5 separate regions of the Mus musculus genome follow, and all the other regions are linked to region 5. A link is a contact called in public HiChIP or PLAC-seq and promoter capture Hi-C data. All regions are on one chromosome and are shown on one strand. Each heading gives the region's core, a stretch centred on a gene start, on an enhancer-like site or on the middle of the called end of the contact. The rest is flanking DNA. Distances are from core to core; before and after follow the strand shown.

Evidence for each region. HiChIP or PLAC-seq counts read pairs in DNA pulled down with a chosen protein or histone mark. Capture Hi-C pulls out chosen DNA fragments and counts their contacts.
Region 1: a contact with region 5 is called in a promoter capture Hi-C map of pancreatic islet. The contact joins two enhancer-like sites. A contact is called at or near these places in 2 of 484 Hi-C or Micro-C datasets (the N1E-115 cell line and nephron progenitors), 16 of 115 datasets of contacts at active chromatin or transcription factors (astrocytes, cardiomyocytes, differentiating embryonic stem cells and 9 more) and 6 of 9 other capture datasets (adipose tissue, embryonic stem cells, embryonic tail and 3 more).
Region 2: a contact with region 5 is called in a FOXA1 HiChIP or PLAC-seq map of pancreatic cancer cells. The contact joins the promoter of Micalcl here to the enhancer-like site in region 5. A contact is called at or near these places in 5 of 39 promoter capture datasets (hippocampal neurons, liver, stem cell-derived epiblast-like cells and 1 more), 2 of 15 datasets of contacts at CTCF or cohesin (the NIH/3T3 cell line and large pre-B cells), 5 of 484 Hi-C or Micro-C datasets (the N1E-115 cell line, liver, muscle stem cells and 1 more), 9 of 115 datasets of contacts at active chromatin or transcription factors (differentiating embryonic stem cells, embryonic basal ganglia, embryonic forebrain and 6 more) and 2 of 9 other capture datasets (adipose tissue and pancreatic islet).
Region 3: an HNF4G HiChIP or PLAC-seq map of pancreatic cancer cells shows a contact between it and region 5. The contact joins two enhancer-like sites. A contact is called at or near these places in 8 of 115 datasets of contacts at active chromatin or transcription factors (embryonic basal ganglia, embryonic hindbrain, embryonic limb bud and 4 more).
Region 4: an H3K27ac HiChIP or PLAC-seq map of hepatocytes shows a contact between it and region 5, with 5 times the contacts expected there. The contact joins two enhancer-like sites. A contact is called at or near these places in 1 of 484 Hi-C or Micro-C datasets (the N1E-115 cell line), 5 of 115 datasets of contacts at active chromatin or transcription factors (embryonic basal ganglia, embryonic stem cells, hepatocytes and 1 more) and 2 of 9 other capture datasets (embryonic stem cells and pancreatic islet).

The regions. Positions count from the first base shown.
Region 1 is chr7:112,403,153-112,408,306 of GRCm38.p6, forward strand. It overlaps Micalcl (MICAL C-terminal like), which reads left to right. Exons shown (of 10, transcript NM_001381862.1): 8 at 4,408-4,507. The region is part of intron 1 of Gm51494 (a long non-coding RNA gene); the gene reads right to left. Among named protein-coding and RNA genes, the nearest start is that of Gm51494, 8.6 kb to the right of the region's middle. Within about 2 kb of position 2,084, at least 10 of the 459 cell types and tissues checked have an H3K27ac peak or open chromatin away from gene starts, as enhancers often do. A contact at or near this core is called in pancreatic islet, where this site is marked.
Region 2 is chr7:112,372,112-112,377,490 of GRCm38.p6, forward strand. Micalcl (MICAL C-terminal like) reads left to right here and starts at 2,746. Exons shown (of 10, transcript NM_001381862.1): 1 at 2,746-3,258; 2 at 3,904-3,978.
Region 3 is chr7:112,489,622-112,494,602 of GRCm38.p6, forward strand. All of the region lies in intron 1 of Parva (parvin, alpha), which reads left to right. Among named protein-coding and RNA genes, the nearest start is that of Gm45998, 41 kb to the left of the region's middle. Within about 2 kb of position 2,275, at least 44 of the 459 cell types and tissues checked have an H3K27ac peak or open chromatin away from gene starts, as enhancers often do. A contact at or near this core is called in pancreatic cancer cells, where this site is marked.
Region 4 is chr7:112,513,337-112,518,465 of GRCm38.p6, forward strand. All of the region lies in intron 1 of Parva (parvin, alpha), which reads left to right. Among named protein-coding and RNA genes, the nearest start is that of Parvaos, 20 kb to the right of the region's middle. Within about 2 kb of position 1,420, at least 7 of the 459 cell types and tissues checked have an H3K27ac peak or open chromatin away from gene starts, as enhancers often do. A contact at or near this core is called in hepatocytes, where this site is marked.
Region 5 is chr7:112,822,952-112,827,990 of GRCm38.p6, forward strand. All of the region lies in intron 2 of Tead1 (TEA domain family member 1), which reads left to right. Among named protein-coding and RNA genes, the nearest start is that of Rassf10, 130 kb to the right of the region's middle. Within about 2 kb of position 3,455, at least 183 of the 459 cell types and tissues checked have an H3K27ac peak or open chromatin away from gene starts, as enhancers often do. A contact at or near this core is called in the N1E-115 cell line, adipose tissue, differentiating embryonic stem cells and 14 more, where this site is marked.

The DNA of each region.
Region 1 (5,154 bases), core at 834-3,333, 420 kb before region 5:
GTAATAAAAAATTCAACATCTACTTGGGATTTAAAAAAAAAATCTTTCAGCAATAGGACTTAGTCCTGAAACCCTACAGCAAACATCTGTGGATCATCCTTAAAGTATGCAAGGAGCTGTGGGGACAGTTATACTCTAAACTCTGGGGCCTGAGGCCGATCGAGACAGCTGTGAACTGAGCCTGGAGCTCATGAGAAGTCAGAGGACGTGGGTTGACCTGGAGCACAATTGCTAAAGCACTTGCCTGCCATGTATAGACAAAACCCAGAGTACAGAAGGCAGGCCTGAAACCACAGGCACTCTGAGGAAGGTGCCCCACGCAGCGCATTGAGGGTTCCGCCATAACCACTCGAATGCCAGCAAGCACCAGTAAGCATATCCAGCGTGTTAACAAGATTGCAGTGAACAGTAGATTAGCACAGATTCTAAGGAGGCGAAAAAATAGTCACATCTAAAGAATGACTTCTGAGCCAGATGGCGAACAAGAGTGGACCTGGTAAAACCACACACCAATCTGCAAGCAGTTAGGGGCATGGCAGTCCCTCAAGAGGAAAATATACACAAAACCAGAATGGCTTCAAACAGATTGTACACATTTTTGTTGTTGTTGCTATTTTTACATTCAGAAAACAAACAGCTGGACGCTGTATGCCAGTCACGCCCAGGTAAGCAAAGACTAGGGTACACCAGGCTTGGTCACTTGAATTTGATGCTGAGGGTCACTGGATCTCAGTAGAGACTGACGTAATTTGCTTTGTAGTTTTGAGAGCACTCTTGGGGAAAACTAGGTCACTATAAATGACAATTAACAAGTTTGTTTGTGTTAAGCTCTAGTTTGTTTTGGTTGATTGGTTGGTTGGTTGGTTGGTTTTTTGGTTTTTGTTTTTGTTTTGTTTTTTTTCAGACAAAAATCACATGTGGCTCAGGCTGGCTTTGAACCCACAATTCTCTTGCTTCTACCTCCCAAGTGCTGGGGGTGGGCACCATCTTGCCCAGACACTGAGTGTTGATTTCACTATGGCAAGTGAAATCTTTCCAATGTGTCTAAAAAGATCCATGATAAGAATTCAGGAGCAAAGACGTTTGACAGAAGATCCAAGCAGAGGGTAAGAGGAAGAGGAAGAGTTAAATAACTGAGCTGTCCTGGTCATGGCCAGAAGCCACCTTGCCTTCTGGTCACACAGCCCTCCAGGTCAGGAGTCACTGCTCTGTGGAGGAAGGGCTTTGCCTGTGACAGCTGAAGCCACTGGAAAACAATGGTAGACACAGGAAAGCAAGGAACCTGGATAGGCACCATGCATTCGCGTCTTTGTAGATGGTCCATTTCCATTGTATGAGCCGGAAAAGGAAAAGTACCGCTAAGGTGGTGCTGCTGGTGGTTTCAAGTTGTTAGAAGACAAAGTTTTATGTTTTGTTTTGTTTTAACCACCTCGCTGAGTTTTACAGATGAATGGAAACTAACCCTGATGGAGCTGTACACCTAGACACAGGGAGGCAGACTGAGGAGCAAAGGGGCAGTTTACTGAAGTGTTACTATGTACAGAGCATCGTGCTGACACTTCCCCACGCACCTTCTCATTTAGCAGCCCTAACCAACACTCGAGGTAGCACCGCCAGCCTCCTCATTTCAAAACATGGGGAAGACCAAGGCAGAGAGAGAAGAGGTGACTTGGAGAATATCACAAGCCTGATTGACCTAGAAGTCCATGCCCTTCCCCACATACCCACATCGAGAGGTAAAGCTCCCTAAGCTTCGTAGGCCCCACGAGGGCAGAATGTGATAGGGGACAATCGATAAGCAGAAACTGTGGGACAAACCCTTCAGTGCACTATTGGAATTAAGAGAGCAAGATCTCCCCATATCTGACACTGAAAAATCGGGTTTCCTGGTATCTTAGTTACTCTCCTGTATAAAATACCTTGACAAGATAAACATAAGGGTTTATGGTTTCTGGGGGATTGAGTGCATCATGATGGGGAAGGCACACTGGTTGAAAAGGAGTGAAAGCAGAGAGGGGAAGGCATGGTGACTGGTCACATGGAATCTGCATTCAGGAAGCAGAGAATAAACAGGAAGTGGAGCCAGGCTCTAAAGCCTCAAGGCCTGCCCCCAGTGACCCACTTTCTCCAGCCAGCCCTGGCCTCCTAAAGATTCCACAAACTCTCAAAACAGCTAGAGGTCACATGTTCAGCTACAGGAGCCTCCGGGGGACACCTGTAAACCCTTACAAGAAGCTGTATCTGCAGAGTCCCCCAAAACGACTTTGTCTGCTAAAGAACAGAAGGCTTTAAAAAACTGAACCAAAGCCAATAAGATCACAAATTTAGTGTGCTGATAAAGGAAAATTAAGTGGCTCAGTTCATCTTGTGTTTGCTCCACACATGTCGGGGGAAGTCGCTGTGACATCTAGGAAATGTCTCCACCGTGACAGGAGTTCCATAAGGGACACATGAGATGGAAACAGGGACACAGGGACACATCATGCAGGTGACTATCATTGCCTAAGTAGATCAGGCGCGTCCGTGTAGCAGAGCGAATTGAATTTGAAAAACAAAACCGAAAGATTCTCTGCAAACAGTAAAATAGTGCTTTAAAGCTGTTTCTTTTGGATCGGGGACAAGGAAGGGGAAGCCCAGGGCTGGTGGCAGATGGTATCTTGTTAGACGATAAGGAGAAACAGCATTTCCAACTTGCAGCTTTTCTGTTTTCTCTATCGTGGAAAATGGTTCTTAATATAGAAACATTAAACAAACATCTAGAAGAAATTGTCTCTGGATGGATGATAAAATAGAAGAGCTGTGAATTTAGATTCTTTTTAAAAGAATTTACTATTCTTAAATGTGTGTGTGCCTGTGTGTGTGTGTGTGTGTGTGTGTGTACAGGTGCCCCACAGAGGAAAGGTTAAGAGTATATACTGTTCTTACAGAAGACAGGATTTCATTTCCCAGTGCGCACATCATAACTACTTAAAACTCCAACTACAGGGCATTCATGCCCCTCTTCTAGACCCCTAGGACACCCACACTCATATGCACTCATCCACGCAGAAACGTTTTCTAAAAAAGAAATTTGTCAGTCGGGCAAAAGATTTCCCTATCACAGAAGAACAAACAGGGTGGTATTTAATGTCTTTTAGTTATTAATTGGTTAGTTGCTAATTTTCTGAGACAGGGTCTTACTACATAGTCCCAGACTGACCTGGAACTTACTGTGTTGGCTTTGAACTTGTGGCGATCTTCCTACCTCAGCCTTCCGTGTGCTAAGATATCAGGTGCCCCTCTCCACACTCAGCAAGGTATGTAATGAGATGCATACCAAGTCTTGAACTGAGTTAAGGAAAGATTCGCTACCTAAACGAAACACAGAGCACCTATGTACCATTGCTATTGTGGAAAGCCAGGGTTCCTTTGTAAATAAATATGAACTTCAGTGACCAGGGCTGTTAAAAACCATGTCTGTAACTGGATCACAGGACAAAGGTGTGAGAATCTCCCTACCTCCTCTATATTTCCACAAGGTTTCTCTGTTGTGATTTGAGTTGATCTGGTCACGAAGATTAATGGACAATATTATTGTTCAGTAGATAGACAGAACCTTCTCCAAATGTCTAGAGATAGCAAATATAACAATCACTCAAACCCTGGCTTTGATATAAACCAAATCAATAGAATACTTTTGTGATCTTGAATCAGGGGTTGGAGAGAGGTCTCTGTAACTAAAAGCACCCAAGTGTTGGGTGCACACAGCAACTCTCAAGGATCTGGTTTCTTCTTCTAGCCTCTGTGGGCACCAGGCATGCACTTGGTGCATAATTATGTTCAATAAAAGGGAGTATCTCTAATGATATAGGAGTACACATTTATCTCTCACTCGATTCAATCCTAATTGTATTTTTTCATCATTTGGCTTTTCTTCAGGGGAAAACAATCAAAATGCCAGTCACCAGCCTTTGATCAAGTGTCGTGTGACCATCCCTGGCTGGGAAGGGACCACACACCACCTGGGCACTCGTTAGGAGTTTGATTTGCAGAGGGGTGAAGAGCATGAACAAAGGTCACCACCGGGCAGCTAGGGCTTCTCTGATGCAGAAACAGACATCAGTTCATGGACACACAAGTAGGCAGGAGATGAGTCCTTTATAGGAAGGACATTAGCCATCACGGGCATGCGACCTTGGAATTGAAGTAGTCCTATCCTCCATGCCCAGCAGGCCTTCCCCCAGAGCAGGCTCAGGTGGGTTTCATTTGCAATGCCCATGACCTTGAAGCATCCACAGGGTGCCAGGAACTGCTTTCCTGCTGAGCCCTGCTTGCCATAAACATGGCCCGCTAAAGTGGCTCGGAAGCAGTTTGATCATGGGGCGAGAAATGCCAATCTAACCCATTTGCCATTGATTTCTTAAGCAGATTCAGGGACACAGGATGAAGCCCAGCTTTTGCAGGAATGGTTTAAGCTGGTTCTGGAGAAGAATAAATTAATGCGATATGAGTCGGAGCTACTGATCATGTAAGTAAAGCAACACAGATAACAGTGAGTGCTAACAGCCTGGTAGCGGGAGCGGGTGGCTCACCGTCCTTGGCTGGAGTCCCAGGGTTTTTCTTCTTTGTGCATACGGAACAGTGATTGAAGCAAATTGGTATTTTGTGTCTTGCATATCATGCTGGCATTAGTGGCAAGACTCTTTACTTGTCTGCTCTCTCTGCAGAGTTCAGTGGCTAAAATAGATTTCAGTAGCAGGTCAGGAGCTAGAAGGTAGCCGGTCTATTCCTGGCTACCTTCTACACACACACACACACACACACACACACACACACACACACACCATCAGTGGGGAATCTGTGCTTGGCCCCTCTGTGTGAACCATGGGGAATCTGCCTGACCACTTCCTGGTGGTTTTAACAAAAGAAAGGCTGAACCCTGGCTGTCTTCAATCTGTCTGTGTGTCTTCTTGGAGAAAGGGCTGGTGACCTGGTCAAATGGTCAGAAAGATCCTAGCTCATCACAGAGTTCTGCACCAGACAAAGGGCACCAAACCCACACATCATTCTGAAGAAAGAGAAAATAGCATTGGCTATAAACCACTAAACTCCAGAATTACACTGTGCATTTTCATTTTTCCTCCACCTCTGAGAAGTCATCTGGGGACTTTAGAG
Region 2 (5,379 bases), core at 1,496-3,995, 450 kb before region 5:
CAAAGATCCTCAAGGTCCTTCAAAGCTCCAAGCCCAGTGACCCAGCTTCCCTGCCCTAGACCCCGCCTCCTAAAGCTCCCACCGCCTTCCCCAGCATCACAGGCTAAGGACCAAGCTTTTCACACGCTAGCCCTTTAGGGACACTTAAAATCCAAAGCATGAGAACCCAGTTCAGTGGTGTCTATTAATCTTACGTCAAAGGCATGGTCCTAAATCTCTACCATCCCAGAGCCAGGCTCCGTGGGCTAGAGCAAGATCAAGTGTCTGCACTGGCACAAGAATCCCAAGTGCATCGATGCAGGTCAGCATGCCTGCGCTTTAGGCAGCACAGCAGGGCAGCTTGCTGGTGTGTGTGAATGAAGTGGCTCCAGCACCTGCCCAAGCCACTAAGCGAATATATCTAATTCATGGAGTTCGTGGACAGAAATCAGTACAACTAAGGAGGGCAATCTGTCCCCAAGTTGTGCCAGCCTAAACAAGTCAGTTCTTCTTCATCTTTGAGTGGTCATTTGACAACAGCTATAGAGAAGGAAGAACATTGCTAGTATGCAACAATGAAATCAGATCAATGACATCTGGCTAAATTCCTGCCCTCTACGCCTTTCCCCAAAACAGGTTGTGCACTGTGAGCTCCAACAGTGATCCTTTAAAATAACACAGAGTAGGGCCAGAGAGATAGCTCGGAAGGTAAGAGCACTTGCAGAGGATCCAGCCCTCAGATGGTGGCTCACAACTGCCTGTACTGCCAGCTCCAGGGACTATGACACATCTTCTGGACTCTGAGGGCACCAGGCATGCACATGGTACACAGGCATACATACAAGCAAATACTCATACACATTTTTAAAAACGAACATAAAACCTACATGCAAACATACTACTATGTAGTAGTACACACAGAGTGCAAGCTTGAGAGAAGGGACTCAGCTAAGCTTTGTGCTGTTTGACACTGCTCAATAAACCATTGCTGTAAACGTTACTTAGACATTTCTTTTGCCCGATGTGGGTATGCAAACCTGTATTCTCAGCACTTGATAAGCAGAGGGTGGAGGGTTGCTGCTAGCCTGAGGTCATCCTGGTCTACACAGCAAGATACAGGCCAGCCAGCGCTACATAGTGAGACCATATCAAACACAAAGGAAGAGAAAGAAAAAAGGGGCGGGGGGAGAGACAGAGACAGAGTCAGAAAGAGACAGACAGACAGACAGACAGATTCTTTTGCTGAAAAGTGCTGAATCCAGAGGGAGCAGGAAGATTGTAAGATCCAGAGAACTGGGATGTTTTCAATGAGATTGTGTTTCCTAGTCATGTCAGATGCTACATCCATGAAGTCTCACCAACATGACTACCTAAACGGAAGCCGAGTTAGGACATCCACATGCCAACGTGGGTGGGGGGAAAGCCCATGTGGACTCAACCCTACACAAAGAACTGGAGTCAACTAAGGCGTGCTGAGAGGGGAAGAAAGAGTGGGAAGAACACAAGACCCCATTGCCCTGAAAACACACATACGAGTAATATACAAACAGAGCAGGTTATATTTAGGAATGTGTGTGTGTGTGTGTGTGTGTGTGTGTGTAACAACAATTATTGGGGGAAAACCGAGGCCATGAATTTGAAAGAGAGCAAGGACAGGAACATGGGACAGTCCAGAGGGCGGAAAGGGAAGGGAGAGATGATGTGCTTATATTATAATCTCAAAATTAGGAGACCAATGCTGCTGCTCACTTGGGCCCACAGGCTGATACAGAGCAAGGAAACCCGGCCTTTCTACCTGAATTTGCTTCTGTCTTTGTCCAAGCTTTGGGCCAGACTCCTGAGTGTCAATCACTTCAGAAGCGTCTGTGTTGAACTAAGTGATACCCGCCCCATCTCTCCCACCTGCCAAGGTTGAAGGCATAAAGAAGAGAGTGATCCTGGCTTACTTTTAGCCCTTATAGAGTCCTGTTCCAGGCCCCCAAAGAAGTCTACAGGTTTCCAGTCACTGTTCTAACCTACAGTCACTCCTTAGATTTCAGAGCAGCAGAGCATGGCAAACGGTCACGGTGATGAGATCGCACACAGCCCACCCCCAGCCTCCATGATCATGAGAAGGGCGTGGCCTGTTCTCTCAAGCACTAAGATGTTTCTTCTAGTCACTGTGCAGAGCCAGAACAAAACACTGATTAACCAGCCCCACCTGGACTTTGTTCTCTTGCCTCCTGACCCAGATCTTTGTCTATTAAACCCAGAGCTCACATCAGCACTCCAGAGATGGGCTCAAATGCTTGCTTTGTGGTGTTTAAAATACTTAACCTGCATTTTCACAATGGCGTCTGCTCACTTTCTCTGGGAAAAGCTTGACATATGGGTAAAACACCATGGCCAGGACAAACTTAGAAAAGGATGGATTTATTTGGGCTTACGGTTCCAGAGGGATGAGAGTCCAGCATGGCACGGAGGCCTGACAGCAGGCGGCAAGCAGCGGTGGCGGCCAGAGCAAGAAGCTGGGAGCTCACCTCTCCAATAGCAAACACAAAGCAGAAAGTGAACGGGAAGAAGGGTGAGGCTATACATTCTCCGAGTCCAGCCCTCTCAGTGCCCAAGCATTCAAATACCTGAGCCTCCTGGGACATGTCTCGACCCAAGCTTCACAGAACCCATGGAGCCGGGCCTCTGACCTAGGACTCTTATTATATTATGACCTCACTATGGTGAAACTATGCCTACGTGGCCTATTACCACCAGTGGGGCACTTGAGCCATCAGTTCCACTATCCCACTGAGGTTAAAGCAGAGACCCTAAGGAGCTGAAGGTTCTGGTCCTGAGAAAGGAAACCCAGGTAGTGGCTGGCATGGCAGTGCTCAAGTCAGCTCACAGGGGTGGGATCTCACAGGGGTGGGATCTCACAGGGGTGGGCTGATGTCTAAGTGAGGTGAGAGAACATTCACTGGAGAGGTGTTGGATCCAAAGAGTTCTGTGTTCGAACCTTCCCTGTTCATTCTCCCACACCCAGACCCCTCCTGGGGGTCTCTTCCTCCCCCATACCTCCCAGTTCTACCTTCTGCCCCTCACATGTGCGCTCACGCCCCTCCTTTCTCTATGATGGAAGCACGGGGGCCCGTGCCTGAGAGCCCTGCACAGGAACAGGATGCAGCTGGATGCCACATCTGTTCTGAGGTTCGGGGCGGCCAGTGCCTGTGCTCAAGGCCCAGCCAGGCAGAGGGGAAGCACACAGGGCCCTGCAAAAGTGCTTCCGCAGGAACCCAACTTCCAGGAGTCAGTTCTCACTTTCTACTTTATTGGGGCAGGGTCTCTCCTGATGTTTCTATTCTCCCATCTCACTGTAGGACTACCGCCATTACAGACACATGCCTCTACAGCCAGGTTACTTTTTGAGATTGGAATCTAATTACAACATTTCTCCTTTTCTTTCCCTCCCTCCAGACTCTCCTAGACAGTTCTCCCTCCTCTACTTGAAATCATGGCCTTTTTCCTTAATTGCTATTGCATGCATATATGTATTTGTATCATACAGATATATTTCTAAAAATAACCTGTCTTGTTTATATAGTGTTACTAGTATGTGTCTCCAGGCCTGACCAGTTAGCACTGGGCAACTCATTAATGTGCCCTTTCCTGGGGAAGGCTTTCCTTCCTGCTCCCAGCATTTCATCTGGGTTGCAGGGAATCAAACCATCTCCCCAGCCTCCTATATAATTATTTTATGGACGTGTGTATGAATGAGTGAGTGAGTAAATGAATGAATGAATTAATGAATAATGGGAGGGGGGTCAGAGAAGTACACTATGATAAGAAGTGTCTCCGCCCATCCTAAGCATCTTCCTGCTAACTTTTGGTGAGTAAGCCATGGGAGACAAATTCCTCCCCTACACAGCTAATGGTCTCTTACTCCCTCCTCAGCTCTGCAGCGGGCCCATAGCCTCCAGTCTCCAACTCCAAGCAAATACCAGAACTGGAGAAGAAGATTCCAGTCCAGTGAGTCATGGGCAGGGGGAGGGGTGGGGGAGGGCAGTCTCGCTCATTCCTTACATGGTATCTTCTCTGGCCTAGCCTGGAATCCAAGGGCAAGGAAAACTGTTAGCTTGACTTGATTTCCACTGCTGGCTGTAATCATTGCCGAGGGATTTGGGAACTCTCCATTCCTCTCCCTCTACTCGGAAATCCCAGCACCTTAAGATTCTGTAGTTTCACAGAGCTGTAGCAGCTATGAGCTCCAAGTTTGAAATGAGAAAGGGAAACTGAGAGACGGGTGCTTGGTTCTGTCCCAGAAACTGGACTAGATCCCAACCCCACCCCACCTCTGCTTTTGGTTCTATGCCATTGTGACCAAGGCAAGAAGATAGCAGCTTGCACTAGAATATAAGTGTGTGTGTGTGTGTGTGTGTGTGTGTGTGTGTGTGTGAGAGAGAGAGAGAGAGAGAGAGAGAGAGAGAGAGAGTTTATTTCTTCTCCAGATCTTGGCCCCGGGTGAGTTTCAGAGCTCCCACAAGAGGAACAGTGTCTACAGTGACCATGCACACACAGTCACACAGCAAACAGAATTCCTCCAGGACCCTTGAGTGAGAAGCTGAGGGTCCACCCTGCTCTGACCCCATCACCCTCTTCTGCCTCCCCTAGTCTGCATGTTCTCTCTCCCACCTCCATCTGCCCAGGCTGACCCAACACGGCCTTGGGCTTCTGCTCTTCCTCCTTCCGAGTCAGCTTGATTCCTGGCCAATGAGTCACTTCCCACCAACCCCCAGACTCACCACTTCTCCTGTGTCTACCTGGGCCAAGGGCCACCTTTGGAGCCAGACCAGGCCTGCATACCTGGGAACAAGCTAAGATGACACCTGAATCATCTGAGCTCCTTCAGGTGTCAAACCTGAGAGGACAGAGAGAACTAAGGTTTCCAGGAGTCTCCCCACAACAAGCGCTAGGATCCCTCTCAGGCCAGTCCTCCTGGGTGCTAAAGCCATCCCAACAGTTGAGTACCACCAGTGTCAGGGCGCTCAGTCAGTCCTCAGCAAGCTCCCAGCATGAGGTGAGATAGGAGCTTGGCAAACATCAGGGACAGGGGTTCTAAAAAAAAAACAAGACAGACTTCTACTACTCAGAGGTGGACTTCGGGGACAGACCTGGAGACTTTAGCATTCCATTACTAATGGATACAGGGTGTGAGTCTTAAGCAACAGTCATGCTAGGTGCAGACAGGGCTTGAACCTGTTATTTCTGTGACCTAGCAAGGTCTAGTTCAAAGGAGTTCTTGTTTATGTGTAAAAGGGGGGAAAGAGAGAGAGGAAAAAAGGAAGGAAGTTTAAAAACTGGTTGGATTAGGGCCCAATGAAACAGTATATGGGTTCAGACTTGCAGGATGCTGCCCCTAGAGGGCGCTCC
Region 3 (4,981 bases), core at 1,025-3,524, 330 kb before region 5:
TGGGGATGTTGACCCCAGTGGGAAGCAGGGCCTGGAAGATGATCAGAACTAGATGATGTTGTAAGGGTGGGATCCCCGTGAGGTAAAGGGTGGGTTTTATAGGGAGAAGAGGACAGACTTGGAATTCACGGTGCTTGTGACCTAGCACAAAGGCAGTCACCAGACACCAGCATCAGAACCCCAAAGAAAAATTTCTCTATAAAACAGCCAGTCTGTGGTGTTTTGTGATGCCAGTAGAAAATGGATCAAGGAACACATTAAGACTACTATTAAAGCTCATATTTAAATCTATAAACTTTTAAAATACTGAAGTGTTTTTGTTTTATTTAGTGTTGGGGGTTGTCTTAGTCAGAGTTTCAATTCCTGCACAAACATCATGACCAAGAAACAAGTTGGGGAGGAAAGGGTTTATTCGGCTTACACGTCCACACTGCTGTTCATCATCAAAGGAAGTCAGGACTGGAACTCAAGCAGGTCAGGAAGCAGGAGCTGATGCAGAGGCCATGGAGGGATGTTGCTTACTGGCTTGCTTCCCCTGGCTCAGCCTGCTCTGTTATAGAACCCAAGACTACCAGCCCAGGGATGGCACCACCCACAAGGGGCCCTTCCCCCTTGATCACCAACTGAGAAAAAACGACCCACAGCTGGATCTCATGGAGGCATTTCCCCAACTGAAGCTCCTTTTTCTGTGATAACTCCAGTCTGTGTCAAGTTGACACACAAAACCAGCCAGTATAGGGGTAGAGCATGTGGGAGCCAATGTCATATGTGCGGAGGTCAGAAGTCAAGAGTCTGTTCTCTCCTACCACCACATGAGTCCCAGCTATCAAACACAGGTCATCAGGTTTGTCATCAAGTGCTTTTAAGCCACTTCAAGCCATCTTGGCAGCCCACCTTTTCTAACTTTATAGAGGGAAATATCCTATCTTTTGATTTTAAAGAATTCTTATAAAGAATTAATGTTGGAAGTGATACATGTCTATAATCTCAACTACTAAAGAGACTGACTGGGCAGGAGGATTACAAGTTCAAGGTCAGCCTAGGTAATTTAGCAAGATCCTATTTAAAATTCAAATTTCTTTTTTAAAGGGGTTAAGACGGTAGCTTTGTGGTAGAATGCTTGCTTAGTGTGTGGAAGGCTGGAATTTAATCCCCAGGTTGAGGGAGGAAGGGAGGGGGAGGGAGGGAGGAAGGGAGGGAAGAAAAGGAAGAAGGAAGGAGGGAGGGGTAAGTTAGTTGAATGTTATTGATGGCTTCCTCCATATCTGCTAAAACATTCCTTAAAGATTTATTTTAATTTTATGTATATGAGTATTTGCCTGTATGTGTATATGTATAGTAAACATGGGTGCAGTGCCTATGGGGGCAGAAGAGAGGTCAGATCCCCCGGAACTGGTATTGCAGCTGTTTGTGAGCTGTCATGTGGGTGTTAGGAACCAACCCAGGTCCTCTGAAGAGCAGCCAGTGCCCTGAACTGCTGAGCCATGCCTCCAGCCGCTCAGAATAATCTTATATTTCAAAACATTTCATGTACAAGTTTTGAATTATTACCTCAGTGGTGCTAATTCTCTGTCCTCTGAGATTGCTTGTAACTGATTTTGAGACTTTTTCCTGTACTTTTGGGAGGATATTATTTATGATTTATTAAACTATTCAGATAATTTCCTCTCTCTCTCTCTCTCTCTCTCCCTCTCTCTCTCTCTCTCTCTCTCTCTCTCCGATGTATGTGTGTGTGTGTGTGTGTGTATACATGGATTGTCAGCAAGCACAGTTGAATATACACCACCTAGACTAGTTAGCACTAGGTTAAGTGCTACATGGTAGATATCCCATGATTCATCAAGAACAAACAAAAGCCCCTAAAAGCTATCACCTCCCCTCTTCCTGGAGTCTTAGGGGCTCCCCTGGGAGATTTTAGCATTTCCCCCACTGGACCCCCATTAGTCAGTCTAGGTCAGTGACACAACCCCACCAGGGAACCTGCTCGTGTGGCCTCTTCCCAACACTTTGCAGAAGGTGACTTCCTGCATACCTGTCCTGGTCCTGAGGACACGCTCCTCTAAGTACCCACAAGTGATATCTCCCTGCTTGTGTCCCAGTGTTTTCCTTAAGTGTGTCACTCACCATGGCAAATAATTATCCTAGCTGTATCCTATTATCTAATTGCCTCCTGTGTCATTATGTGTGTCCCCTGAGTCCAGCATCCCTGTAGGGACAGGGTGGAGGGAGGCTTCAGGTCTGTTTATTTATTTAACACAAGCTGCTCTGTGCTGCTAAGTATGTGGCAAACACTCAGAAACCCTCTCTGAGTAAGCAATTGGGTGACTCAGTAATTCTCACCTTACTCTCAGGCAAAACCCAGATTCTGGCCAGGGGCGGATTTGATCAGCTTTAGTGAGCTGGATTAGATTAGCTTTAGTGAACTCATTAGGAGAAAGAAACAAAAGGGTTTCCACAAGGGGCCATGCTTATCTTCCAGGCTGTCAAATTTGTCTATCCATCCTCTTCCATTCAAGGCATGGGTAACTGTTGAGTAGTTCCTGGGAGCTGAGAATGGAAGCTTCAGGGTTGGGGACACACACACACACACACACACACACACACACACACACACACACAGAGAGAGAGAGAGAGAGAGAGAGAGAGAGAGCCTTCCCTGGTTTCATGGTGTTCCCAGTCTAGTAGCAGAAGCTGGTTTTAAGCAAACCAACCAACCACTAGCTACACAGCTACAAATCGTGCTAAGTATCATAAAGGGGAGAGAATGGTGTGGATACCTGCAGTTGGTTTTCTCAATGAGCAGGGTTTTTCAGATGACAGGTTAAGCTGAGATATGCAAAGGTCCTGAGGTGTGGGTTGTATTGTTCCTTAGAGAGGCAACCAAAAGCTAGTATGTGACTGGAGCATGATGAGTCAGGGTGGAGTTCTATGGGGTGAGCCTGGATGGGGCCTGATGACGGGTAAGGTCCTGTGGTCCAGGCCTGGGCATTTGAGTTCTAATCAATTGATTATATGTTTTCCAAGATGCTGTATGCTAGCCACTTTTCTATTTTCTACATCACTATGATAAAAATGCCTAAGAAAAACAATAGAAGGAGAAAAGATTCAGGGCCATGGATTCATAAGCTTTCTTTCATGGTCAACTGGCTCCATTGACCTAGGCCTGGCGTGAGCCAAAACCCATGGTCGAGGACTCCCTCAGCAGTCAGGACAGACAGATGGACAAAAAAGGCCCTACCTGGGCTGGTGAGATGGCTCAGTGGGTAAGAGCACCTGACTGCTCTTCCAAAGGTCCAGAGTTCAAATCCCAGCAACCACATGGTGGCTCACAACCATCCATAACAAGATCTGACTCCCTCTTCTGGTGTGTCTGAAGACAGCTACAGTGTACTTACATAAAATAATAAACAAATCTTTAAAAAAAAAAAAAAGGCCCTACCTTTTTTGTAATAATGTCGTCAAATCGTGTGTACATCAATGGATTCACTCACTGCTTAGGATAGAATCCTCAGTTCAGTCCTGTATCCAAAGCCCTGCCTCTAAATACTACCCTCAGGACCGAGCCATCAACACGTTAGTTTGCAGGGAGATTTTAAAGCCTAGCCATGATAGCTTTTCTAAGCTAGCTTATGTGCTTAATAGTACCCCATCTAATAAATGTGTATTAGCTCATTTAATACTCTGACTTTACACACCTTAGGCGTTATTTATGTTTTTGAAAAACACAAACACAAAACAAAACACAAAACAAAACAAAAAAAAAACAGGGTCTCATGTAGTACAGACCTGAAGTCACTATGTACTAAATTTGGCCTTGAATTCTTGATCCTCCTTGCCTCCACATCCCAAGTGCTGATATTAAAGAATGTTCCACCACACCCAGCTATATAGCTATTATTAATATGCTCAACTTTCCAGTTGAGTAGCCAAGGCCCGGTGAAAATGGGCAATTACTCTGGTGTGACTAGAATGTTTATGGAGGGACTAGGAAACTCCCAGATCATCCTGAGCCTGCAGAGACTACACAGTGGCTCCCACTTGGCTATATAACTATATCTTTGGACCTTAAGTGGCTGGTCAAGTTTGTCAGAATAAGAACAAGCAGACAGAGGCTCTTTCCATAGTATAGGTGAAAGGTCACAGCTTTGGGCTTGGTGCGCTCTATCACTGAAGAGCAACGGACACTCCCGGGTGGCAGAATGGGGAAATATATGTGGGAATGAATAGATTTGATATATTTAGTCTGAAATAAAACACCTTGAAGGCACATTTTTATTAATGTAGAATTTTTAAAAAGAAACAAGAGGACTCAAGCTATATCACAGCACAAAAAGGAAGATAAAGAGAACAAGGAGCGAAATCACTAGGTAACCTTTGTCACTTTAACGCAGTAGAGATAGCAAACGAGAAAGGAAATAGTATTTGAAAGTTTGTCACTTCTCTAGACCACTACCCATAACTCCTTGCAGCATTAGCTAAGCAGGCTGACACAGGGACAGTGACAGCATGAGATAATGGGACTGGTCAGGAATTTATTGCCGTTAAGTGTGACGGGAGAGCTTCTGCCCTCCACCTGCCCTTCCCTTCCCTGCTTGCTGAAGTTTGATCAGTCTTCATGACCCTGCTCAGACCCCTGCCTGGGGTGGAAAAATAAAGCCGTCAATATGAATATGTGATGGCTTTGGTGCAAACTGACAGTTGACAGCAACCAACACTGGCCTTGTTGTGTGGCTTTTCTGCTCAGCCTTTGAACAATGGGTTTCGGAAACGATTCCCACCACAGATGATCCGTTTTGAAAAGCAGATTTTGGTGCCTGAAGGCATGTTTTTTTCAAAGTGTCTAGAAGCTTCTGTCATGCTGGATCACCAACAAGGCGATGCAAAGCTACAAGGAAGCTTCTATTACTATTAGCAGTATGAAATATTACGTTTTAGACAAAATCTTCAAATACAGCCGCTCTGTGACTACCTTTGAGTCTCT
Region 4 (5,129 bases), core at 170-2,669, 310 kb before region 5:
AAAAACACCTTTTTGGGTATATGAAGAAAATCAACAAGCAAAGGAATGGAGAGGCAATAAACGGGGCACGGCGAAGCATGACAACCAACATCTCAATAGCCATATACTTTGGGAAGAATTTATTAAAAATCTGAAAGGACATGATGAAGTCTTCATTTGAGGGCTACGGAGATGGTTCAGGCAATAAATGCCTGCCAGGCAAGCCCGGGGACCTGGGTTTGGATCCCTAGCATCTGTGTTCAAAGCTGGGTGTGATGGTTTCATCTGTAACCCCGTGCTGGGGTAGAAAGAGAGCCAATCCACTGTCAGTCTACCCCACTCTGTGAGCACTAGGTTTAGTGGGAGATCCTATCTCAGAAAATAAGGTGGGAAGCAATGGAGAAGACAGCCAGTGTTGACCTCTGGCCTCCACACGTATGCACATGCACCCACACATACACATGCATGTCCTTACATGTACCTACATATCACACACACACACATTTTCATTGAACAAATGTTCAAAGGATAAGAGCAGACAAGTCACACATGGAAACTGTAAACAAGTCTTAAGAGGAAAAATTTACAATTCACATTAAAAGTTGGGAGTCAACCTTTCATGCTTACTACATTGCCAAAACTAAGTAAAAGCCATCGAATCTAACCTGGGCAGAGTTTTGTGGACACATATCCACCTGGGCTTTGAAGAGGACATTATGAGTTATCTTCTCGGTTTTCCTCCTATATAGCAGTGTTACAAAAGCAAAGAGATCATAAGATGTTCCTTTCTGACCCAACAGTTCTACTTCTGGAAAGAGAGTCAAGAAAATAACACTTGAGACAGACAGGGAAGGTAGGTAGATCAGCTGACTTAATTCTAGCTACACCGACATAGCCCAAATGACCAACAGGTGCATGGCAGTTCAAGTGTATTGCAATAAGCCAGGGTAAGTGAATGCTTTGTATTATTAAACATCAAGCGAACTTACCTTATAAACATGTGGGAAGATGTATTTTGACAAAAACACAAGAATATCACTATTGGATGGTGACCACATGGCAGCTAGTCTGGTCCAGCTATAAGGATCGGGTGAGAAGCTAAACTTTGTCATCTGTTCATTTCCTGGGATGAAGTGCATCCTGTTCTGGCCCACTGTTTCTTTGCTGTTGGTCTCAGACATTCTAACCAGAGGCAAGTTCTCCAAATGGAGAACTCTAAGAACACAATCAGGACCCCAGAGTGCTGAACAGTAGATCTCAGAAGTGACTACTGCTTGCTTCTTTAGAGAGATCCCTCTGATAAGGATAGAGGCTTCCAGAATGGCGGTGCATAGGCTGTCTTCCCTAAATGTGAGCCACGAATGCAGAAGTGCCTTGCTGTAAGCGGTGATGAGGATCTTTCCCTATCTCATGAGAACCCTATAACGTAACTGTTTACACTTGACTACCAAAGTGCTTCAGCCTCTGTGTAACATCACAACCCTCCCACTGTGGCCAAAGTCAATACGATCGATAATATAGAGCGTTGTGGTATTTTTAAAACCTCAAATACGAATCTGCTAAAAGTGAAAGTGGAAATGGATGGTGACCACTCATAATGCAAATGTGAACTTTGAAAAACCTAACCTATGACCTTTTGGGGGAGGGGTGTGAAGCCAGGTCTCCTGTGTCCCAGTTAGACCACTTTGAGGCTGAGAATGGCCTTGAACTTCTGAACCTCCCACCCCTACCTCCTGAATTCTGGGATGACAGGCACCATGGCCAGTTTTGAAAGTGCTGATAATGAGCCACCATGTAGGTGCTAGAAACCAAGCCCAGGTGCTCTGCAAGAGCAACAAGTGCTCTTAGCCACTGAGCCATTTCCAATTTCTTCCTTTTTAAAAATCATTTTTGGCATTCATTTCTTTTTCTGTGTGTGCCTGTGTGTGCACATGGATGCCACCGTGTGCTTGTGGTGATCAGAGGGCAGTGTGCAGAAGTTGGTTCTCCTGCTCTACCAAGTAAGTTCTCATCACGGAACTCAGGTTGTCAAGCTTGGCAGCAAGTGCCTGTGCCCACTCAGATGCTCACTGGGCCGTCTTACCTCCTCCCCTCCCCTCTCCCCTCCCCTTCCCTCCCCTCCCCTCCCTGCCCTGCTCCACCTCTCCTCCCTTCCTCTCTTGCTCTTTTATGTAAATCAGTGTGAGCTGACATTTGGCCACACAGCTTTATCGGAATTGATGCAGGGGAGAACTGCATGTAACAGAAAAAAAAACAAAAAACCCAACAAAACCAAACAAAGAAAAGGCACCCGTGTGTTACAGCAACTCTAATTTGAGTTATTCATGATGTTTAACTTGTTTTGAGATTTTCAATCTCAATAAATAGATTTTTATGTTTATCAAAAAGGTCATATATTATCGATGGCCAACCACTGAAGGGCCTCTCTTGTAGGCGGCATTGTGGACAGCTGAGTGGGCTCACTCACTTCCGCTCTGTCCTGCAGACTCTAACTCTGTCCTCCTCTTCTTCAAGCCTCTCAGCCACATCAGTTGTTCTCTCTAGGGGCCATTTATATGTCCCTTGGCAGGGGACAATAGACAATGTACAGGGAGGATGGCATGGAGCAGAGAGGCCAGGGATGCCATTAAGTCCCTCCGTGTGCAAGACAGTTCCCTGTAGCCAAGGATTTCCCAGTGCAATGGTCAGCTGTGCCTGTACTGAGCTTGGAGCTATACTTCGAGTGTGTCAGGTGCTAACATGCCTTCACAGCAAGGCCACTCTCTGGATGTTTTGCAAACTAATAATCACCATTATCAGCTGACATGCTAGGCATGGTTCCACGGCATCATATCTGCATAGTCACTTCTTATTAGGTCACTATTCCCTTATTTTACTAAAACCCCAAGAGTATGGAACCCAAGAAAGCCAAGAGGAGAGAAAGTAGCTTGCCCTAGGCCACACAAACCCATAGCTGATGAGAACGGCTCCCATAGTAAGAACGGCTCCCATAGTAAGAACGGTAAATGAGAAGAATTTGTATTGACTTTTTAAATTTTATTTTGTTTTGTTTTGTTTTTTTCAAGACAGGGTTTCTCTGTATAGCTCTGGCTGTCCTGGAACTCACTTTGTAGACCAGGCTAGCCTCGAACTCAGAAATCCGCCTGCCTCTGTGTATTGACTTTTAAACTGTGTATATATGTTTGTGCATGTTTGCATGTTTGTGTATGTGAAGATGTGGATACCTCTGTGTGAATGTGTGTGGAGGCCGGGGGCCCACGTCAGGGGTCATCCTTAGTCTTAATTACATGGATACATGTGTGTCTGTGTGTGGCTGTATACAAATGAACACAGGAGCCATCAGAGGTCAGATGCATCAGATCCTCTGGAGCAGGAGTTAGGGTGGTTGTAAGCCACGCTGCTGTGGGTGCTGGGAGCTAAACTCGGGGTCTCTGTGAGAGGAGTAGGCACTGTTATCGAGACATCTCCCCAGTTTTTGAGACAATCTCTCTTGAGTGGCTGGGCAGTGAGCTCCAAGGATCTGCCTGTCTCTGATGACCTCTCACTGGGATATCAGATGTGTGCTACTGTGCCTAGCTTTCGTGTGTGTGTGTGTGTGTGTGTGTGTGTGTGTGTGTGTGTGTGTGTTTGAGATGGGAGTGGGGATTGGGGATTCTCGTACTTGAGAGGCAAGCACTTCACCAACTTCATCTCTGCAGCCCTTTAATTTGTGTTCCATCAAGAACTTTGTGCATGGTCATTTCTTTTGTCTTTGCTGGGACCTTGTGGAGTAGATACATTCTACTATCCATCGAAGATGCACAGAAAACAAGACTCGGTGGAATTTGGCTTATGTTTATAAATTGGTGCCATTTAAAATTATTGCCAGTCTCCCTCTACTGTACTGTAGAAGTCTTGCTTTCTTTCCTATGCTGTTAGCGAATCCCCTGCTCACCTTCAGTCTGGCAACAATGTATGCCCTGTGATGAAGAGAGAAGGAAGCAGCTCTGTGTCTGGCATCCTTAGATGGGCAAGTGGAAGCCTGGCAGTGGCTTGGCCAGTATGTCATATTTTCTTTGCTTGGGTATTTTCTGTGGTTCCTTCATTCCCTGAGCCCTCAAAGCTGCCCATGAGAGAACTGTCCTAGGCCCCTCTCCCCCAATCTGGTTTGAGCCCACTTGGATATTTGAATCTTCTCTTGGACTTTATCGGAACAAGCAAGAAGGTATCTGATCTTGAGTGGTTTAAAGCACGTGGTAAGCCCCCCAGAGTTCCAGACAGGCTCGAGTCTCTACAACCTGCTTTCCTAGGGAGGTAGACGTCCTTGTCCCTGCTTAATGAAATTTGATGACACAGAAGACTACATAGATCCCTCTTTTCCCTGTCTGCTATCTGGATATTTTCAGAACCTAGATAATTTTATCCTATTTACATCAAACACGTAGGTAATGCTAGACTTTGATATCTGTATTATTTCTGGGGAGCTCTAATAAGATTATGAATGACAGTAATTGACATTACATGGCTTAATTCAATTTCCTTTGCTGTGAATCAGGACCTTTGAGCTCAGTCCTACAGTGTGAGCTGTAGGTTTGTCTTTTTCTCTGCGCTAATAAGTTAAGCAGTAGGGAAGATATAAACTCTGTTTTGGAGATTCTCTATCCTATAGATTAAATGGGATAATGTATCCAAGGGGCGCAGCTTGATGCTGGTCACATAGTCTTTTAATTAAAGGCCATCAGGTAACTTTACATATACTGGGTCTGTTAGCTTCTGGCTAGTTGGAAGAATATTAGACTCCTTATGATATTATGATCATTGATTTGGCAGGTATGAAAAATGCCCTTTGTCCTCCGACCATGGGTGGGGTTGACACTATAACCCACGATTTCTCTTTCTAGGGCTTCTAGAGGGTCAGTGGGGACTTGGAGTGCCCTTTTTCCAAAAGAGAGGAATTAGCACCAGAGGTAGCCACACATCACCCCCATCTTCTTCCACCCCAGCTCAACAAAACAAAACCCTTCCTCCATCATCTAGAACAACAGACCAGCCAGAGAGGAGGATCCTAGGTTTCAGGTCCTTCAGACCTAACCTTCTTCCAGACCTTAGAAGGTACACTCTCTGTAGCACTACCTTCCAGAGTAGTTCACACCTTGGCCTTCAAGATCAGA
Region 5 (5,039 bases), core at 2,205-4,704:
AAAAGTCTGTCTGGTTTTGTTAGCACCTGCAAACAGGAAGTTGAGATTTGAGGAGAAACTTTTGGCAGTATACAACAAGCTTGCTGGCAAGCGAGAGTCTCTGTTACCATGGAAACTACACTGCCACCTCCTGCTTTAATGGAGAATTGGTGGACTTCCGGAGGCACTCTTGTTCAGGCCTGTAAATCTTTCCGGAGAAATTAAGGTTGACTTTTAAGACATTTCTCCGTTCTCTACCAGGCATCTCTTACCCTCACCCAAGCTCTTCATGAACCCAAGAAACTGTGCGCTGCTTCAGTGCCTGGCAAAAGTGTCTATAGTCTGTTTCCTTTCCCTCATGTTTAAATCACGTATATTCCCACCCGTCTTTATTCCGTAAAAAGTTACTGTGCTGCCTATTATAATTATGCGGATTGAAAGATAAAGGAAGAAGGTCTGGGGCATCATGCACACTATGGTTGGAACACCTGATGCTAGAGGGTTGTTCGACCTGTAAACCTTCCCTGACTTGAACTGCTCTAAACTTTCTCTAACCCTCGGTTTCTTCTCATTCCAATGAGACACCTTAAGATAATGCCTTAGCTGTTTTTAAAGTAAACCAACCTGATTTCACTAAGCAAGTCTTTTTTTTCATCCAGGCAGATGAGAGATACTTGCAGGTTGCTTTCAGCTCCCTGGACGCCCCTCCCCCACAGCCCCACTCCTCTCCCCCCCCACCCCCCCAGCTAATTGTTTATCTGGGAGAATGCAAATGGTGGTTTTAAGTCTTCTAAGTCATCCATCATGCCTGGCAGCCTCCATTGTCTCAGTTTTGGGTTTGAGCCAAGTCAGACTCTTTCTGTTGGTAGAGGGGGTGGGGTGTGGGATTCGCTCACCAGGCTCTGCCAGATCTGTTCCTGTGGAGCTGAGCCCTGGTGTGAGTCAGGGCCCTGCAGGCATGTCCATCCTGCCTGTGCATTGGGAAAAGGAACTCAGGGCTCCTCGTTTTCTTAGGTCACATTAATAGGAAGTAGCTCCTCATTTCAAGTGGAAGAGGCGGGGCTTGCTCTCGGTGTCATAGTTCCTGTTAGCTTTTTCATTCATTTTGTGGATGTAATAAAATTCTGTTTATAGTCAGCTACAAAGTGAGTAATTGCCGTGCAGCCAATGAAATTCAATATAGGTTTGTCGCGGTTTTTTGAATTTTAATTAAACCAGTCTTCAAGTAAATGAGAAATGCTGCCGCTTTTGTTGTGACAAGTGGCATTGACAAAATATTAATCTAATGGTTTATTTGTCAGCAGCCTCCAGGGGTGTGTTTTTTTTTTTTTTTTTTTTTTTTTTTTTTTTTTTTTTTTTTAAAGATTTATTTATTTATTATATGTAAGTACACTGTAGCTGTCTTCAGACACTCCAGAAGAGGGCGTCAGATCTTGTTACAGATGGTTATGAGCCACCATGTGGTTGCTGGGATTCGAACTCCTGACCTTCGGGAGAGCAGTCGGGTGCTCTTACCCACTGAGCCATCTCACCAGCCCCTCCAGGGGTGTGTTTTGTTTGTTGTTTCAGTTTGTTCTTTCTAAAGCGCACAGGGAAGAATAAGCTCTTTAAAACTCCATGAAATGAAAACTCCATGTATGGAATATTCCATCACTGATAACTCGCCAGCCACAATTGCATGTGTCTCTTTTATGGCACGGAAAAAATTTTATGTTTTTAAACCAGATGTCCCTGTGGCTCACTTTTTTTTTTTTTTTTAAATGTCATTAGAACTGTAGCTGGGATAAATAACCAACTATTGCCTACAAAGCCTAATATTAAGGACTAACCAGCCCCAGTTCCTGTTACATCACTTCCTTTTTATCTTTATAAATTACCTTGTGGCTTAAAAATGACATCTTGGTGGTGGATGGGGGTTCTTTTTATGACTGAATTATTTAAGTTATTTTCTCTGGAGACTCTTGAACTTTAGTAAGCTAGAAAGAACGTAAACGTTTAAAAATGAATATTCTTTCTGTCAATCTCTTGCTCTCCCTCATGGGGCACGATTTGATGTTTGAAAGAGCAGTTTAATTTCAGATTCGGTTAGTTCTGAGTCCTTATTACAAAGCAGATTTTATTCAAATGGTAAAAAATCTTAACATTTTCTCATCTTTAGAGCTGGCCTAAAACACAAAGATTTAAGAGCAATCTCCTTTTGCCCAGTATTAGGAATCTGTGACAAGTAGAGTGACTACTACTTTCCCTTGTCAGTGAGTCCATCCATAAAGCCCACTAGTCACTTTGCACCAACACTTAGCCTGGCTGCTGCCTCCTCTGTCACCACTACCACCATCAGATTGTACAGGCGTAGGGGTTGTGTTTGGGGGTGCAAGAAAGACTATTGTTTCTAGACACCCAAGTATGGCCGCAGACAAACCCGCAGAGCAGCATGTCCGGGAGGGAGCATGTGTCTACTCAGAGCGCCAGATCAACCCCAATAGTTTTTCAGGGATGCTAACCCTCTTGTAACTGCCAAATTGGATTTGTCGCTGAATGAAGTATCAGCTGCTGCGGACAAGGCCATAAAAGCCAGCCGGCTGGCCCCTTTGTAGGCGAGGCTTAGCCAACGATTGATATGTTTTAGCACTTTCAGAATTATTGTGATTAGGAGGAAACCATTCTGAATGAGAGAGAAAAGGGGGAAGGACTTACAGTCACAGCTGGTGAGCAGCGTGTGTTTGCAAAGAGGAAGTCACCATTATGGCTTTCTCCTGGTTCCTGCCCTCAGTGAATAGTGTGAAATCTCGGGAGGAGGAAGTCCTGTCCCTACTAGAGTCTCCTCTGCAGGATCTGGAATGTTTAGGATTTGAGAAGCCTGTGCGTTTAGACATCAAGGTGTGTGCATGTGCGCAATACACAGTGGCTAAATGCACACTGGTCACCACGTGTGAGTGAATTGAGTTAATTAACTGTAGAGCTATCACTAGTAACAATGAATGTCTTATCTTAGATTTCCCACACCTGAGGTTCTATGACGCACTTTTAAAATAAGACTCTTTGTCACCTGTCCTCAGGGTGGCCTTGCAGGTTAAATGGGAAGACACAGTGCCTGGTTTAGGCTGTCCAGGTATCATACAGTGTTTTTAGACCGAATATTTTTAGGTACCACCCGTCCTAGGAACTCTTACCCTGATCGTGCACCAGCCAGGAGGCAGCTCTTGGAGTGGCTCAGAGCTGTGTGGCTTTCCCAGCATTCCCAAATACACATGGATTGGCTGCCTCTCTCGCAGTCCCCGAGGGCACCCCATTCCAGTTCAGAGTTTGCTCAGCAATACAACTCAGGAAAGAGGCCGGCTTGCCAGGTCCCGGGGAGAGCCTTTCCAAGCCTGTGAAAAGCACGAAGCATCCAGCAGCCGAGCCTGCTTACAGCTGGCCCTCCTGGCCCTCTGCTAGCTTTGATCTGCGAATCAGGCCGCACCATGAATGCCCTTATTGTCATGTTCTGTGTACACAGTGTGTGAATTATTGAAAATAGGGAGGCCTGGGCCTCATCTGGTAGAGATTACAGTGCAGGCATGCTGGGCGAAGGTCTGTAATTGAAAATCCCCAGATGCTGTTTATTTGCCCTTTGTCACATGACCTGCAGCAGGAAGATTGTCTGAACAAAACGCTGCCTGCGTGGAGAGTAGAGCCTGCCATCCCCCACCCCAGAGCTTCCACAGGCGCAGTCAGTACACAGCTTAAACACCTGCCCGGAGGATTTTTAAAGGCTTAAAATAGATTCGCTCATAGCATTTAAATAGAAGGCATCTTGCTTGTTGGTTTAAACTGCTTAAGCGGTTGTTGACTTGTGGAACCTTCTATCCACACGAGGGTTTGCTGGATAATTTCACTTTGAGATATCTTTACAAAGCAGAATTCAAGGCTAGAGCCATATAAGGCTATGACGCATGGGCTCTTGAGTGTAGTGGGTGAGCTAGCAGATGTATAGTCCTTCTATCTTTAGAAAACATTATGGATACCCAGCATATGGCCCTGAGTTAGTGAGTTGATTCTTACCTGTTTGACCTGTTGTGAAGAAAAGATGTTTCCTGGAAAGTATTTTCTCAAAGGCCAACTTACCTTTTTGTCAGGTGGATTGGGGCAGATGCTACTTCTAAAAGCTATGAAGGCCACCAGAATTTTAAAAAAAAAAGGAAAGCCAGGTGTCCCAATACAAGCCTCTCAGCCAACTACTCCAGGCTTAAGACTGAGAGATAACTTCATAGACAATTTTCAACACCAGCCTAGGCATCGTGGGGAGGCCCTGTGTCGGCCGGATGGATGGGTAGGTGGGTGGGTGGGTGGATGGATGGCGGATGGGTGAATGGATTCTGAAGATACAAGGTTCTTAGTTTTCTGAGTTTATTACACTCATCCTACCTCTGGTCCTTTGTCTCACCTGCCGCTCAGAGGGGAGGGAAAGTCACAGGTAGTTCAGTATTCCACAGTCTTTCCACCCAGATCCTGTTGTACCTTAAGGACGGGAGCCCTGGCTTTTCCTTCTTCTGCCAGCATGGAGCTCTTTCATGTTCCCCGTGGAGAGAACACATCAGATGACTGCTTCTTCTGCCCCACCGTGCTGCTCTTCAGAGTAAAAGTGTTACAGGAAGAGATGGAAACCAGCATCAGTATGGCGGCCGATCGTAGCCTCTCCTGAGGTGCTGTGAGCCAGGAAGACAGTAGTCTCTGGAATCAGAATATGGCCCCTGCTTTCATGAAGCCCAGAATTTGTCAAGGAAATTGGGCAAATCCGTATACCATATCACCAGGCAGTTCTTGTACAGTATCCAGAGAGTCAGGAACTGGTGATCAAAAGGTCCTTCTAGTGGTCATGATGTCCTAGGCCGTGGTGTCTTAGGAACTTAGACATTATTGTTCAGCAGTTTTGGGTGGACCACAGAGGCAGGAAAGAGTGAAGGCTAGTCATTTTATCCAAAAGGAACAGCTCCCAACAGGTGCTGAGGAAAAAGGGTGTGTCAGGGAAGTGTGTGCAGAAAGTGGCGGGTAAGGCCAAAGGTGGTGTGCACATCTAGGTT